2 separate regions of the Zea mays genome follow, and region 1 is linked to region 2. A link is a contact called in public Hi-C data. All regions are on one chromosome and are shown on one strand. Each heading gives the region's core, a stretch centred on a gene start, on an enhancer-like site or on the middle of the called end of the contact. The rest is flanking DNA. Distances are from core to core; before and after follow the strand shown. Region 1 holds the start of LOC100216926 (zinc ion binding). Region 2 holds the start of LOC109941581 (protein trichome berefringence-like 7).

Region 1 (6,886 bases), core at 3,930-6,429, 720 kb before region 2:
GGACGCCACAACGTGGAGTAGGCAAGTGTTGAACTTGGCCGAACCACGGGATAAACCACTGTGTCTATCTGTGATTGATCTTCTTGTGGTTATCGTGTCTTGCAAAGACTCTTATCTAGCCACTTGGCTTTATTGTGCTAACTCCTAACCAAGTTTTTGTGGCATTAAAGTTTAAGTTTTACAGGATCACCTATTCACCCCCCCTCTAGGTGCTCTCAGGAAGTTCACCTTAGGGCCGTGAAAAGAATCATGAGATATTTAGTTTATACTCCTAAGTTTGGACTTTGGTATCCCAAGGGATCCACTTTTGATTTAATAGGATATTCAGATGCTGATTGGGCATGGTGTAAAATTGATAGGAAGAGCACATTAGGGACTTGTCAGTTTTTGGGAAGATCCTTGGTGTCTTGGGCTTCAAAGAAACAAAACTCAGTAGCTCTTTCTATCGCCGAAGTTGAGTATATTGTCGTCGGCCATTGTTGTGCGCAATTACTTTGGATGAGACAAACCCTCAGGGACTATGGCTTCAAATTGAGCAAAGTCCCTCTCCTATGTGACAATGAGAGTGCAATCCGCATGGCGGATAATCCCGTTGAACACAGCTGCACTAAGCACATAGACATTCGGTATCACTTTTTGAGGGATCACCAATAAAGAGGGGATATCGAGATCGCTTATGTTAGCACCAAAGAACAATTAGCCGATATCTTTACCAAACCACTAGATGAGAAAACCTTTACCAAACTTAGGAATGAGCTAAACATTCTTGATTCTCGGAATTTTGATTGAAACATTGTACACATAACTCATTTATATATCTTTAATCATATCTCTTTTATGTCTATGACTAATATGCATTCAAGTGTATTTTTATGCTAAGTCGTAGATTGAAAGGGAAATGGAGTCTTCGGCGAAGACAAGGCTTCCACTCCACTCTATCGGTATCATTTACCCTTCGCCATAACTCCACATCACTCCAAATTGGTATAATCTTTCACTCATATTTACTTATACCATTTGTGAGAAAGTAAAAAGGGCTCCCAAAAGACTCCGTTTTTGGCGATTAATGCCAAAAGGGGAGAAATATCAAGCCCAAAGCAAAAGGACCGCACCACCACCAATTTCAAAATTTTTAAGAATTTTTCAAATTGGTGTCTAAATGTATTTAATCTTATTCAATTTGGTATTTACAAAATTGGTAAAACCCTCTTGAACACTAAGAGGAGAATTTCATTCAGGGGGAGTTTTATTTTTAGTCAAAGGAAAAGCATTTGAAACAGGGGAAGCAAATTTCAAATCTTGAAAGTGCTTCTCGAAATCTTATTCATATACCTTTGACTATTTGCAAAAAGACTTTGAAAAGATTTTCCAAAAATAATTTGCAAAAACAAAACATGTGGTGCAAGCGTGGTCCAAAATGTTAAATAAAAGAAAACCAACCATGTATATCTAATAGAAGTATAAATATTAGTTTAATTCCAAGCAACCTTTGCACTTACCTTATGCAAACTAGTTCAATTCTGCACTTATATATTTGCTTTGGTTTGTGTTGGCATCAATCACCAAAAAGGGGGAGATTGAAAGGGAAATAGGGATTAACCTTTTCCTATATACGATTTTGGTGGTTGAATGCCCAACACAAATAATTGGACTAACTAGTTTGCTCTAGATTATATATTCTACAGGTGCTAAAGGTTCAACACAAACCAATAAAAAGATCAAGTTAGGATTCAAAAAGAAAGGAGCAAAAGAAAACGAAGAGAACCCTGGTCTGGCGCACCAGACTGTCCGGTGCGCCAGGGCCGTACGAGTCTGAACTTGCCACCTTCGGGTTTCAGAAGAGCCGCTCCGCTATAATTCACCGGATTGTCCGGTGTGCCACCGGACTGTCCGGTGCACCAGCGGAGCGATGGCTCCAGCGCAACGGTCGACTGCAACGGACACTTGCAAAAGTGCTACAGTGTGCGACAGTTCGCGCAGAGTCAGAGCAGCCGCCAGAAGGCGCACCGGATAGTGAACAGGGACTGTCCGGTGCGGCACCGGACTATCCGGTGCCACTAGATGACAAAGCTCCAACAGTCGAAACCGTCAGAACCCTAACGGTTGGGTGACGTGGCTGGCGCACCGGACTATCCGGTGCGTACATCGACAGCAGCCTACCCCAACGGTTGAATTGGTGGTTGAGAGCTATAAATACCCCCAACCACCTCCACTCCAACCATCCAAGCATTCACTACTCTTCATTCAATACAAGAGCAAAATACAACACTCCAAGACACAAATCAAAGACTCCGATCCAATCAAAGTCCATAATTCAACTCTAGTATTTTAGGACTTGTGAGAAGATCGTCTTGTATTCTTTGTTGCTCTTGTTACTTGGTTGGCTTTCTTCTTTCTCTCATTCTTACTCTCAAAGCCTTGTAAGCGAAGCAAGAAACACCGATTGTGTGGTGGTCCTTACGGGGTCTAAGTGACCCGGGAAATCAAGGAAGAAAGCTCACTCGGTCTAAGTGACCGTTTGAAAGAGGGAAAGGGTTGAAAGAGACCCGGTCTTTGTGACCACCTCAATGGGGACTAGGTTCTTTGGAACCAAACCTCGGTAAAACAAATCACCATGTCATCCGCTTCATATTCTTCGTAGATTTGTTTTCCTCTCTTTCTCTCGGACTCGGATTTTATTCTAACGCTAACCCCAGCTTGTAGTGTGTTTAAAGTTGTAAATTTCAGTTTCCGCCTATCCACCCCCCTCTAGGCGACTTTCACTCATCCAATGTAGTTGTGCACAACACTAACCTACGACAACATACTCGGCCTCGGCGGTGGATAGGGCAACACATGTTTGTTTCTTTGAGCTCCAAGACACTAGGGACCTTCCTAGAAACGGGCAAGTCCCTGAAGTGCTCTTCCTATCAACCTTGCACCCGACATAGTTGGAGTCTAAATATCCAATCAAGTCAAAGGTAGACCCCTTAGGATACCGGAGCCTGATGTAAGGCGTGTGAACTAAATATCGAAGAATACGCTTCACAGCCACAAGGTGACATTTCTTGGGGCCGGATTGAAATCTAGCACATATACAAACAAAAAGCATAATACCCGATCTACTTGCACAGAGATAAAGCAAGGGTCCTATCATAGACCGGTATACCTTTTGATCTACGGACTTACCACCTGTGTTAAGGTCCAGATGCCTGTCAGTTCCCATTAGCGTCTTAGCAAGCTTTGCATCCTTCATCCCAAACTTCTTTAGGATATATTGTGTGTACTTTGTTTGGGAGATGAATGTCCCTTCCTTGTGTTGTTTCACTTGAAATCTGAGGAAGTAATTCAACTCTCCCATCATGGACATCTCGAACTTCTGCACCATCACCCTGCTAAACTCCTCACATGACTTTTGATCAGTAGAACCAAATATTATGTCAATGACATATATTTGGCATATAAACAAATCACCACTACAAGTCTTAGTGAAAAGAGTAGGATCAACTTTCCAGACATTGAAAGCATTAGAAATAAGAAAATGTCTAAGGCATTCATACCATGCTATTGGGCATATTTCCCTTTCAGCAACCCTGCGATACGGAGCGAACAACCGAGTCTCGTCTGAGTAACTCACGAGGCGGAGCGAACGACCAACTTTATACCAAGCAACCCCATGAGGCAGGGCAAACGACTAGGTCTTGTGTCAATCTAATCGGCATAAGGGAAGGGTCGACCCAATGCTCTAGACCCACGTCAGCGTGATAACACACGTCATCACCAAACCATGTCCGGGCCTCAGCGTTGGAGTCTCTACAGTGACCCGCATATCGAAAAGGACACGGCATATATACCATATCGGGTGCATGTATACGCCAATAGGTGACGCATGCCTATGACGACAGGCGAAACTGTGCTACGCACGACCGTACCATGAGCCTGATCCGTAGGACCCGCCGCGTACCGCTACAAAGGCGTCAGCGATGGACTCACTATAGGAGCCAGAGTAATGGACGACCGACGATGCCATACTGGGAGTACGACTGCCCTCGACCCTACGGAGGACCCACCACGACAACCGGAAGAGCCGATCTTTCTCTCTAGTAGGAAACAAGTCTCCCCTGTAAGGTCCTACCCTTGAGATCTAAAAGGGCAGGACCCCTCCTTCTTCATACACAAGCACACTTGTTGTAACATGCTTCAAGCAATACTACGATCAACACTAAACTGGAATAGGGTGCGAGCCCGAACCAGTATAACGCTGTGTCTCAAATTTTTCATTGAGTCCAAGTGATTCACCTTTCGAAGTGAGTCTGTGCTAGCACCCCATGCCGAACACAAATCTTATTGTCCCCCGGTTCCCGAAACCACGACACCATGTCTCTTAGCTCCACTTTACATGCGGGTTTCACTTATGAACCAAGCTCTACCATATTATATGGATATTGACCTTATTTATTGATCTATCTTCCAACTTCATTTTTCCGATCCAGTCTAATAGGGCTATTCGCTTCGGATTAAAGCCGACTGTTTGGACTACTGCAACTACAATCCATAGAGACAAAAGTACTGCAGAAGCAGTAGAAACCAGTACGAATTAAAGCAAGCGAACATGCTTACATGTGGGTTGAGTCCCTAGATAACATACGAAAGTGCTCCAACCCACCTATTAGGGTCTTGTGAGTTGAAGTGTCTTTAGGTACCCTGGTATATATTCTTAATAGATCTTAGAACTATGGTGCAGTTGATCCATAATGAATCTTAGATTCAGATTTTTTGTTGTTGTTGTGGAGATCTACCCAACAATCCATTAGTATATCCCTTATATATGCTTCTTTGGATAAGTGGTAAAATAATAAAAGCCCTTTTTATTATGTTATTATAGATTGGATTATTCTTTTCATAGCTATTCTAAATATTCATATTTTTTATAAAATTATTTAGTATTCGATATAAAATAAATAAATAAATACTCTTATTTTTTTCTTGAAAAATCAAAATTTCCCCAGCTATGGTGGGGTCAAGCTTGAACTCTCTTTTGAGGCGACAGTGCAGTCAGTGCTGTCGACGCTCTACTGACAGTCTGACACCTGCCACGATTCACACTCACACACAGGTCCACTGCAGGCTGCAGTGCTGCACACCGCCGCCTGGAACGAAGCCCCTCTTCGGAATCCACCTACACGCCCCGTCGGCGGTCCCTCGCCCGCATCGCTAGTTCGGCACACGGAGTTTATAAACCCCTCTGCAGTCTGCACGAATAATCCCCAACCCGGCTCTCGGCTCCTCTAGTCCTTTTCTCGCATTGCATTTACTGCGGCATCTTTGCGTCGGATTCGGTTCCCCTCGATTCCTCTCCCGTTGATTGCCTCGCCGGGTCCGGGGTCACCGGCCGGCGGGGGTTGATTGGGTCGGCGGTTATGGGGAAAGGGGCGAGGAGGCGCAGCCGTGCGTCTGGCGCCGGCGGGGGTGGACACGGGAGCAAGCGCCCGCGGCGGGCCGAGGAGGAGGAACAGGAGGAAGAGGAAATGGAACCGCTGGTGGGGGAGGAGGAGGAGGTGGCGGCGCTGGAGGGGGAGGACTATTGCTTCGTCTGCAAGGACGGCGGTGACCTCCGCGTCTGCGATTTCAGGTTCGCCCCCCTACCCCTCCGACGGGCCCCAGTACTTCCCTCGTCTCATCTCATGATCCCGCATGAGCAGCATGCTTTGGGTTTTGGTAATCTACAAGTCGGGAGGATTTCTGTGTGATGGTGAGCGCTGTGGCATTGCTAGAGCAGGTTTAGGGACCGTGTGGAATGCAGCAATTTTACTGGAACTGGAAGCGGTTCAATTTCACATGGGGAAAGCAACAGGAAAAAAATCCCGCTTTCCAAACAGGTAGTTTTTTTTTGTGCTCTGCAAACTTTGACCAGCGACGCTCCTGTTGGTACCACTATAAGACCGGATGCCTCTATTGCCGTTGATCCTTGATTCCTTGTATTCATTGTTAGAGCTGCAGCTCTAGGTTGAAACTGAAAATTTTGTCAGTGCCAGCATTTGCTTTTTCATGGGCGTGTGTTGTCATTTGCTCATCATTCAAATATCCAGTCACCATTTCTGTTACCCTGTTTTCCCTTATAAATAGCAAGCGGTGGGGTTGTCATTAGCAAAAGGTTGCTGGTTTAACATTGCAGTAGACAATAGATATTGCCTTATCCCTTTGGTGTCAAGGCATTATCAATTGTTCATCTCTATGGAGTCAAATCACTTTGTTTCATTGCTGATTTGCTGTAGTACATATTCGTGTTCCTGAGATTTTCAAAACTTTTTTTCTCAGGGGCTGCCAGAAAGCTTACCATCCTGCTTGCGTGGGGAAAGATAGCGGCTTCCTCAATTCAGATGAAGAATTCATCTGTGGTAAGCATTTCATTATTCTTTGTTTAAACTTCCTATGAGTGTCCATTGTAGTTGTGAAAATGCATGCTTCTGCGCCAGGGAACATAATGGCTTACTGAAAGTTGGCATATCTCATAGTGTCATTACCTTCCTTTTTGATAAAGTTCCATAGGCTTAAACATTGTTCGGTCTTTCTTATTTTTTCTTCTACTTCTTACTCTGGGTATCCTATATTCCTATATAAGGGACTGCAATATGCAGCTCAATATTGGGAAATCAGAGTTTTGGAAAATAGAAATCTTTCAATTTTCCAGGTGGTCAGCTAATTGGGTAAATGCATAAATGAGTTAATTTCTTAATTGGGCACATGATCAAACCTAAATACCTAATGCTTATAACTGGGAAAGCTACCTCAGTTGTAAGTTTGTAACTTGAATTTGGTTGAGTTTTGTGGATTAAATTTTCATATTTTGTTATATTCCGCAGTATATTATTAATTATCGTGATTTTGACTAAACTATACTTTGCAG
Region 2 (6,794 bases), core at 1,949-4,448:
GATCATTTCCAACAATGTGCCTTATAAAAGTGCCCTAAAAATTTAAAATAGATATATTTTATAGTGGGTACCAAGAAAAAATTAAGCTCCAACAGTAAAGCCCCAAATCAAATGATTAACCGAAATCTGTTAATTTATTCCGTTCGTTTGGAAAGGAAGTTTTGTGAAGGGTCCGTAGGTTAGATCTAGATAAGGTGCATTATATTTATGGCACTTTAGGAGATGACCTATATTTTTTTGATAATTTTTTGTAAAATAGGGTACTGATGGAGCAGTTTTTTTTGTTGCTTGAGCTCTATAATTTAATTTGGGGGCACTGAGATAAGTCACTATTGGAGATGCTCTAAGACCATCTCCAGCAGCTTACTCATATCCATATTCAAACTACACTATACAAACAGTGCAACATACAATGTAAAATGGTGTAAGACAGTGTTTTTGGTCACCATATGGTGAACTGATGTACATTGTATCCATATGGCCACCCAAAACATTGTTTTGCACTGTATATTGCACTGTTTGTAGAGTATAGTTTGAATATGGGTATGAGTATGAGTAAGCTGCCGGAGATAGTCTAAACCCCCAATATATAGACAAGAACAATAATTCACACTTTACTTTGCTATTGCTAGTTCTGATTTAATTGCCTTGTCCACTTCACTAACTAGGGTTGGAAGAACTGCAAGAATTGGTGAGAAGGGGGAGGCTCTCCTCTTTATGCAACCTATTGAACTCGACTACTTGAAAGATCTGGAGTTACACGGTGTATCACTGACAGAATATCCCTTGCAAAGGGTTTTGGATAGTTTTCCTGTAAATGGACAGAAACCTCACAAAAGGAAGCAAATATCCTTAGACATGCATCCCTGCATAATGTCTCTGCAGAGGTCACTCGAGGGTTTCGTTGCAGCTGAGGTAATGCACATTCTACCTTTTCCTTCCAGTGTGACTTAGATAACACGTTTCACCTTTCAGTGATCGAGAACTTGCACACGTGAAACGCTTGTGCTGATTATTTGTTATGAAATATCGTAGACTAGGCTTTAAGCAATGGATATCGATTAACATATTCTGACGTTCTCATCCAGGACGCAACGAAGAAGCTTGCCAGAGATGCCTTCTGTTCCTGGGTTCGTGCCTACACTGCTCACCGAGGTGAACTGAAGAAAATTTTCATGGTGAAGAAGCTCCACCTGGGCCATGTAGCGAGGAGCTTCGGGCTAAAGGAGCAGCCGTCGCTGGTTGGAAGGTCACATCAGGTGTCTCTTAAAAAGCGGAAGAAAGAGCAGAAGCGCGAGCGGCCTGCCAAAAGGAGGAAGCTCCCCTCCAAGAAGTGAATTTGCACACCCGGAATGCTGCATCGCTTGACTTCGGATCATGACGCCCGCCATTTTTGCGACCGACAACCGTGGTGGCCTATGCCTCGGTCTGTAGACTATTGACATGAGCTATTTTTGTTCGCGATATTACATGTAGAAATGTAGGAACTATAGCAACAAATGCACAATCACATTGTTCGCTGCAGCAGCTGTTTGTTGATGTGAGATCATCTGTTACTATTATTATTTTAGTATCCGCTTGGGTTTCTCTTAAATCTCACGCCTGCTTTTGTTCTACTGTACTGTATAAATATTGCAGTTTACAGTGCAAAATTAAAATTAAGTTTTATACGCTCCTTTATATGGTCTGCTGGAGATGCTATGATAAGATTATTTTCAGTGATGCTTTTATGGTGGTTTTATGCACATTTAATAATATGTCATATAAGATTTTAGATGATATGACACAACATTTATAAGGAACGTGTTTTATGGGGATGAAATTAGTTTCACGGAGATGAAACTATGTCAACTCTGTGATCAAGAATCTGAGTCAAAAGATCATTTATTTGTTGGCTGTGCTTTTGTATGAGAGTTTTGGTTTAGATTGCTTAGACAAGTTAACCTCAAAGGAATTGCTCCCTAGCCAAGTGAGGGGATGGCTATGGAATGGTGGAGAAGAGCAAGCGAGCAGGTAAAGGTATAGATCAAAAGGGGCTTAATTCCTTAATCATCCTTATGTTTTGGACCATCCTGAAACATATGAACAGCTGCATCTTCGATAAGATCACCCCTAGAGATGGCAATGGGTACCCGAAACCCGAAACCCGATGGGTTTTTACCCCATTAGGGTACGGGTTTGGGTCAATTTTCATACCCATGGGTTTGTTAATGGGCATAAATCTATACCCAGCGGGTTTATGGGTACGGGTTTGTTCCTATAGTACCCAAACCCGTGAACCCGTGGGTTTTTTAAACCCGACCAAACCTAGTGCATATTGTCATTTTATTTTATAAACGAACAACAAACTTGTAATTCCTTATTTACTTCATAATTTTTATCAATTGGTGAATGTATCAGTAGTCGGTGAGAGTGTTGCTTGCTTGCTATTATAGTTTTTACTAGCGTTATATATGTGGTGGATGGATAACTTAGTGCAAGGTCACTTAATTATACAACTTATTATTTGTATTTCATTTTCTCTACTAATAATTTTTATACCAAATCATGAACTCGTTGTTCATTACATACATTTTGGATCATGATATCATTTATCATTACGATACTTATTGATTATGAGAAGAACAAGTATATTAGAGATGAAACCCGCGGGTAACCCATGGGTACCCGCAAACCCGATGGGTACGGGTTTGGGCAAAATCTCAAACCCGTCATGGGTATGGGTTTTTTAATGGGCATAGATATTTTTTACGGGTACGGGTTTGGGACGGCAAAACCCAGCGGGTTTGTACCCGTTGCCATCTTAGTATTACAAAAATTCTCATGGAGAACCATCAGCCCGATTATTGTTCGCCCATTAATTTTGGGGAACTAATCAGGCAGCCAGGAGCCAGCTGTTCACATTGCTCTACCCATCAATATACAAATGCTGCAGTGTCACTGTCAGAGTAAATAATTAGACCCTCAATCACTTGCAAACTTTGACTCTCATTTTCATAAACTACCTATTCAGTATTCACGTTACTGTGTGGGCCTTTCGTCTCTAGGTTTATGTACGTACTGGTACTTGATTACTTACAATATCTTCAGCAGTACAGTCTGTACAGAGAAGCAAAGGGTGGAAAGTTAGCTGCAATGCTGTGATCAGGTAGGTGACCTGAGCTATTCTTCCCGTAGCGCAAAGTCTGCACGGATCAAACAAGGCAAATTCCAGAAGCCATTGCCTGTCGGCCCGCTCCAACGTGCTCCTCGCCATGTGGGCTCTTTACGACTTGAGATCCCACATGGGGCTCTTTACGACTTGAGATCCCACATGCCAGAGTGAGGCAGTGACCGCAACGCCTGCGCCAAAGTGAAACTGAACCAGACGATCCAGCTGCTCCACTACCACAACCGCCTCCCCCTCGCCGCGCCTCCAGCTCCAGCAGGAGCAGCTACGCCGTCACGCGAGCTCACGGGCCGGAGCCTCGGAGGTCGGAAGCAGAACGACCACGCGCCAAGCCTGTCTCTCGTTCGGGGATTCTAGTGCCGGCTACTCTCAGCGGGGCCACTTGGAGCAGGCGGCATTCGCTCCGTACTGCTGCTGATTTGGTGAGCGCGGGGAGCCGCGGGATGGGAGATCTGGTGGAGGCGGCGGCTGTGGCGTGATGGTGAGCCCGGGCGGCCCGTCGCGCGTAGCTCTGCGGGGCGGCGTTGGCGGGCCCGGGAGCCCGCGCGTCTCTTCTTCTTCTGCCGCGACCGCTTTTGCGGCGCTACGGCGCAGGTGGCGGTGGGCGCCCTCGGGCGCGCCGACGCTGGAGCGCGCGGCCCGCGCGTTCCTCCTGGCCTCCGCGGCGCTCGTGCTCGCCTGCGCGCTCTACCTCTACGTGCTCCGCTACGTCGGCCGGGGAGGTCGCGCCTTCGCCGCCGCGGGCTTCGTCGGGGGCTCCGTCCTGGGCCTCGGCGGCGAGGCGTGCGATGTGTTCGACGGCGCATGGGTACCCGACGACACCGGCCGCCACCCGCTATACAACAGCTCCGAGTGCCCGTTCGCGGAGCGCGGGTTCGACTGCCTCGCCAACGGGCGGAACGACACTGGGTACCTCAAGTGGCGGTGGAAGCCGCGGCGGTGTGAAGTGCCGCAGTTTGCGGCCCGCACCGCGCTGGAGCGGCTGCGCGGGAAGCGGGTGGTGTTCGTGGGGGACTCCATGAGCCGCACACAGTGGGAGTCCTTCATCTGCATGCTCATGGCCGGCGTGGATGACCCCAGGACGGTCTTCGAGGTGAACGGAAACGAGATCACCAAGACGATACGACACCTGGCGGTCCGGTTCGCGTCGCACGGCCTCACCGTCGAATTCTTCCGGTCCGTGTTCCTCGTGCAGGAGCATCCTGCCCCACGGCATGCCCCCAAGAGGGTCAAATCCACGTTGAGGCTGGACAGGATGGATAGTTTCAGCCGGAAATGGGTGAATTCGGACGTACTGATTTTCAATACTGGGCATTGGTGGACGCCGACCAAATTGTTTGATAGGTAAGGTGCCTTGCATTGATTTACTGTGCCTTTTAGCTCTAACTTGAAAATGTGTAGTTGTTTCCGTATTGCCAATTCCTGCTTTGCCGTTCACATTTCTTTTCCTTTTCTTTTTCGGGTGAATCATTTACATTTTCTTAGGATTGAATACTCTACGTTCATGGTTGAATAGGCAGTGATGCATTTCTTCTTTTTTTTTCAGAAAAAGACTGAAGGAATATTTGTGTTGTGTTCACTTCGATGCTTTGGCTGCTGCTCAGTATTTTTAATACCCTACCTTATTTTATAAATAGAATCCTAGCTCATATTCTAGTTAGAAGTAGAGTTTGATACATCTTGGATATTGGGGAATGATGCATCTCTCTATTTCACATAGGTTCCAATAATGTAGCAAAAACTCGGGGTCAGGGTGGGGGCCTGGGGGGCCACAAATCGAGGGGAAAATGCGAGTTCCTTGCATATCTTTTTCTATACCATCTTTTTTCTTAGTACCTGGTAAGATCATATGATTGAATCATATTTGCTTTTGATGACATCTACCAATTGGTACGGTCTTACATGATGACATTCTTGAAATGTCAATGTTAAAATTACCAACTTGGCGGTTTCATCTGCCCGATGTTCGATATGTGCTTTCCATTCAGCATTTTTCCGTTTATTTCCAGGGAATACTGTGTTCATATCATTTTTACCATCTTCAGATTTTAACATAGCATCATTGTGTTACTTTTGACATGGACCTTTTTATCTTCATGTTCTCTGCTCTAAGTGGTGTGCAAGTACAAATGTAACTGAAACACAATTTTAATATTTTTTCTTTTTACCTGGTCTTCTCAACAGGGGTTGCTATTTTCTGGCAGGACGTTCTCTTAAATTAGGTACATCCAGCAATGCTGGTTTTAGGATGGCACTGAAGACCTGGGCCTCATGGGTACTAAAAAGAGTTGATTTAAACCGAACACATGTCTTCTTTCGCACATATGAGCCATCTCATTGGGGGTAAGTTTTATAAAAAAAAAATCAAACTCTGAAAGATTCCTATGGTTGTCAGGCATTTGAATCTCATGAAAAAACATCTAAAGATGTTAATTAGATTCTTAAAAGATTGTTGTGATCCACATACCTTGATATAATTGTCATCCATATTAGATGATATACTGATATTGTTATGGTCGCTAGATCGGTGAGGGATTGGAGAGGGGTATCGATGGGCAGGAACGTCGGCCGGGGGGCTCTGCCCACGGCCGAGTAAGAGGAGGGTTTCTCCCTTCTAATTCTTGCCTACTTTATTTATCATCCATTGGTTACATAAATAGGCCTGCTGTCCGGCCCTATCTAGCTAGAGATCCTTATCTCCTTAAAACTCTCCTAAAAACTCTCAACAACTAACAACTACTAACTGATAACCTTCCTAGATAATCTCAACTAATCTCATAGATAATCTCAACTAATCTTCTAATCTTATTTCTAACTATCCTTATCTAATCCCTTTGGAGGGCCCATGGCTGCTGCTGCCGCAGCCCCTCCGTGAGCCTCCTTAGGCCCTGACACTACACCCCTCCTAGACAAGCAACTCGTCCTCGAGCTGTAGCATGAAGGATGCTCAAAGACCGAGTCTACTTGACCCAAAATCAGACACCTAGAAGACAAGCCTTTTACATATCGGCTTATCTTATTATTCTGAATCTGAATTTTTTTGACCCTATAAGATAAGACGGACACCCTCCGCGCATTGGACTTGCACGTGTGCAGCCACCTGGATCCCATGGACGCCATCTGGACGAAAGAGGAGCACATGGACGGGCACCTGGAATAGGTCGCAACAATAACCAGCGGAGGCGCCCTCGTGGCGGCCGGTAGCGGAATATGGTGGCGCTAAATAGTGCGCCCTTGCTGATAACGAGGGGAGTGCCTTCTCTACCGCCGCTGTCGTAGAGTTGAAGTTCGTCGCCCGCGGGACACGTACCATGCTCGCACTTGGAGATAGTGGCCCAGTGTCGCTGCTGATGGACGTCTGACTGGGCGAGGTCGCGCCCCCGTGTGCCGAGGTCAACCGTCACCAAGGCTGCCTCGAGCATCTGCTGGCGCACCCGCACTCTCCGTCGTGCAAGGAAGCCACGAGCAGCAGCTTGTATGCCCACAGTCGCCGACGTCTGGAGCCGTGCGGACAACGTCAGCTGGTGCTGCTCATGTTGCACTGCTGCCTTGATTTGCAGCAGCCCTTGCTCAACCTTCTGGAGCGTGGCTTGCATCTTTGCGAGATCAACCCTTATGTTGGTCC

The links. A called contact is a pair of places that touch in the nucleus more often than the background predicts.
Region 1: a contact with region 2 is called in a Hi-C map of ear, with 1.8 times the contacts expected there. The contact joins the promoter of LOC100216926 here to the promoter of LOC109941581 in region 2. A contact is called at or near these places in 2 of 25 Hi-C or Micro-C datasets (bundle sheath and ear).

Annotation. Positions count from the first base shown.
Region 1 is chr8:105,291,852-105,298,737 of Zm-B73-REFERENCE-NAM-5.0, reverse strand. LOC100216926 (zinc ion binding) reads left to right here and starts at 5,179. Exons shown (of 17, transcript NM_001354474.1): 1 at 5,179-5,611; 2 at 6,298-6,377. The coding sequence starts at 5,400.
Region 2 is chr8:104,571,644-104,578,437 of Zm-B73-REFERENCE-NAM-5.0, reverse strand. It overlaps LOC109941581 (protein trichome berefringence-like 7), which reads left to right and starts at 3,198. Exons shown (of 3, transcript XM_020542693.2): 1 at 3,198-4,513. The coding sequence starts at 3,648. LOC100382837 reads left to right here. Exons shown (of 10, transcript NM_001175534.1): 9 at 669-915; 10 at 1,089-1,591. The coding sequence ends at 1,337.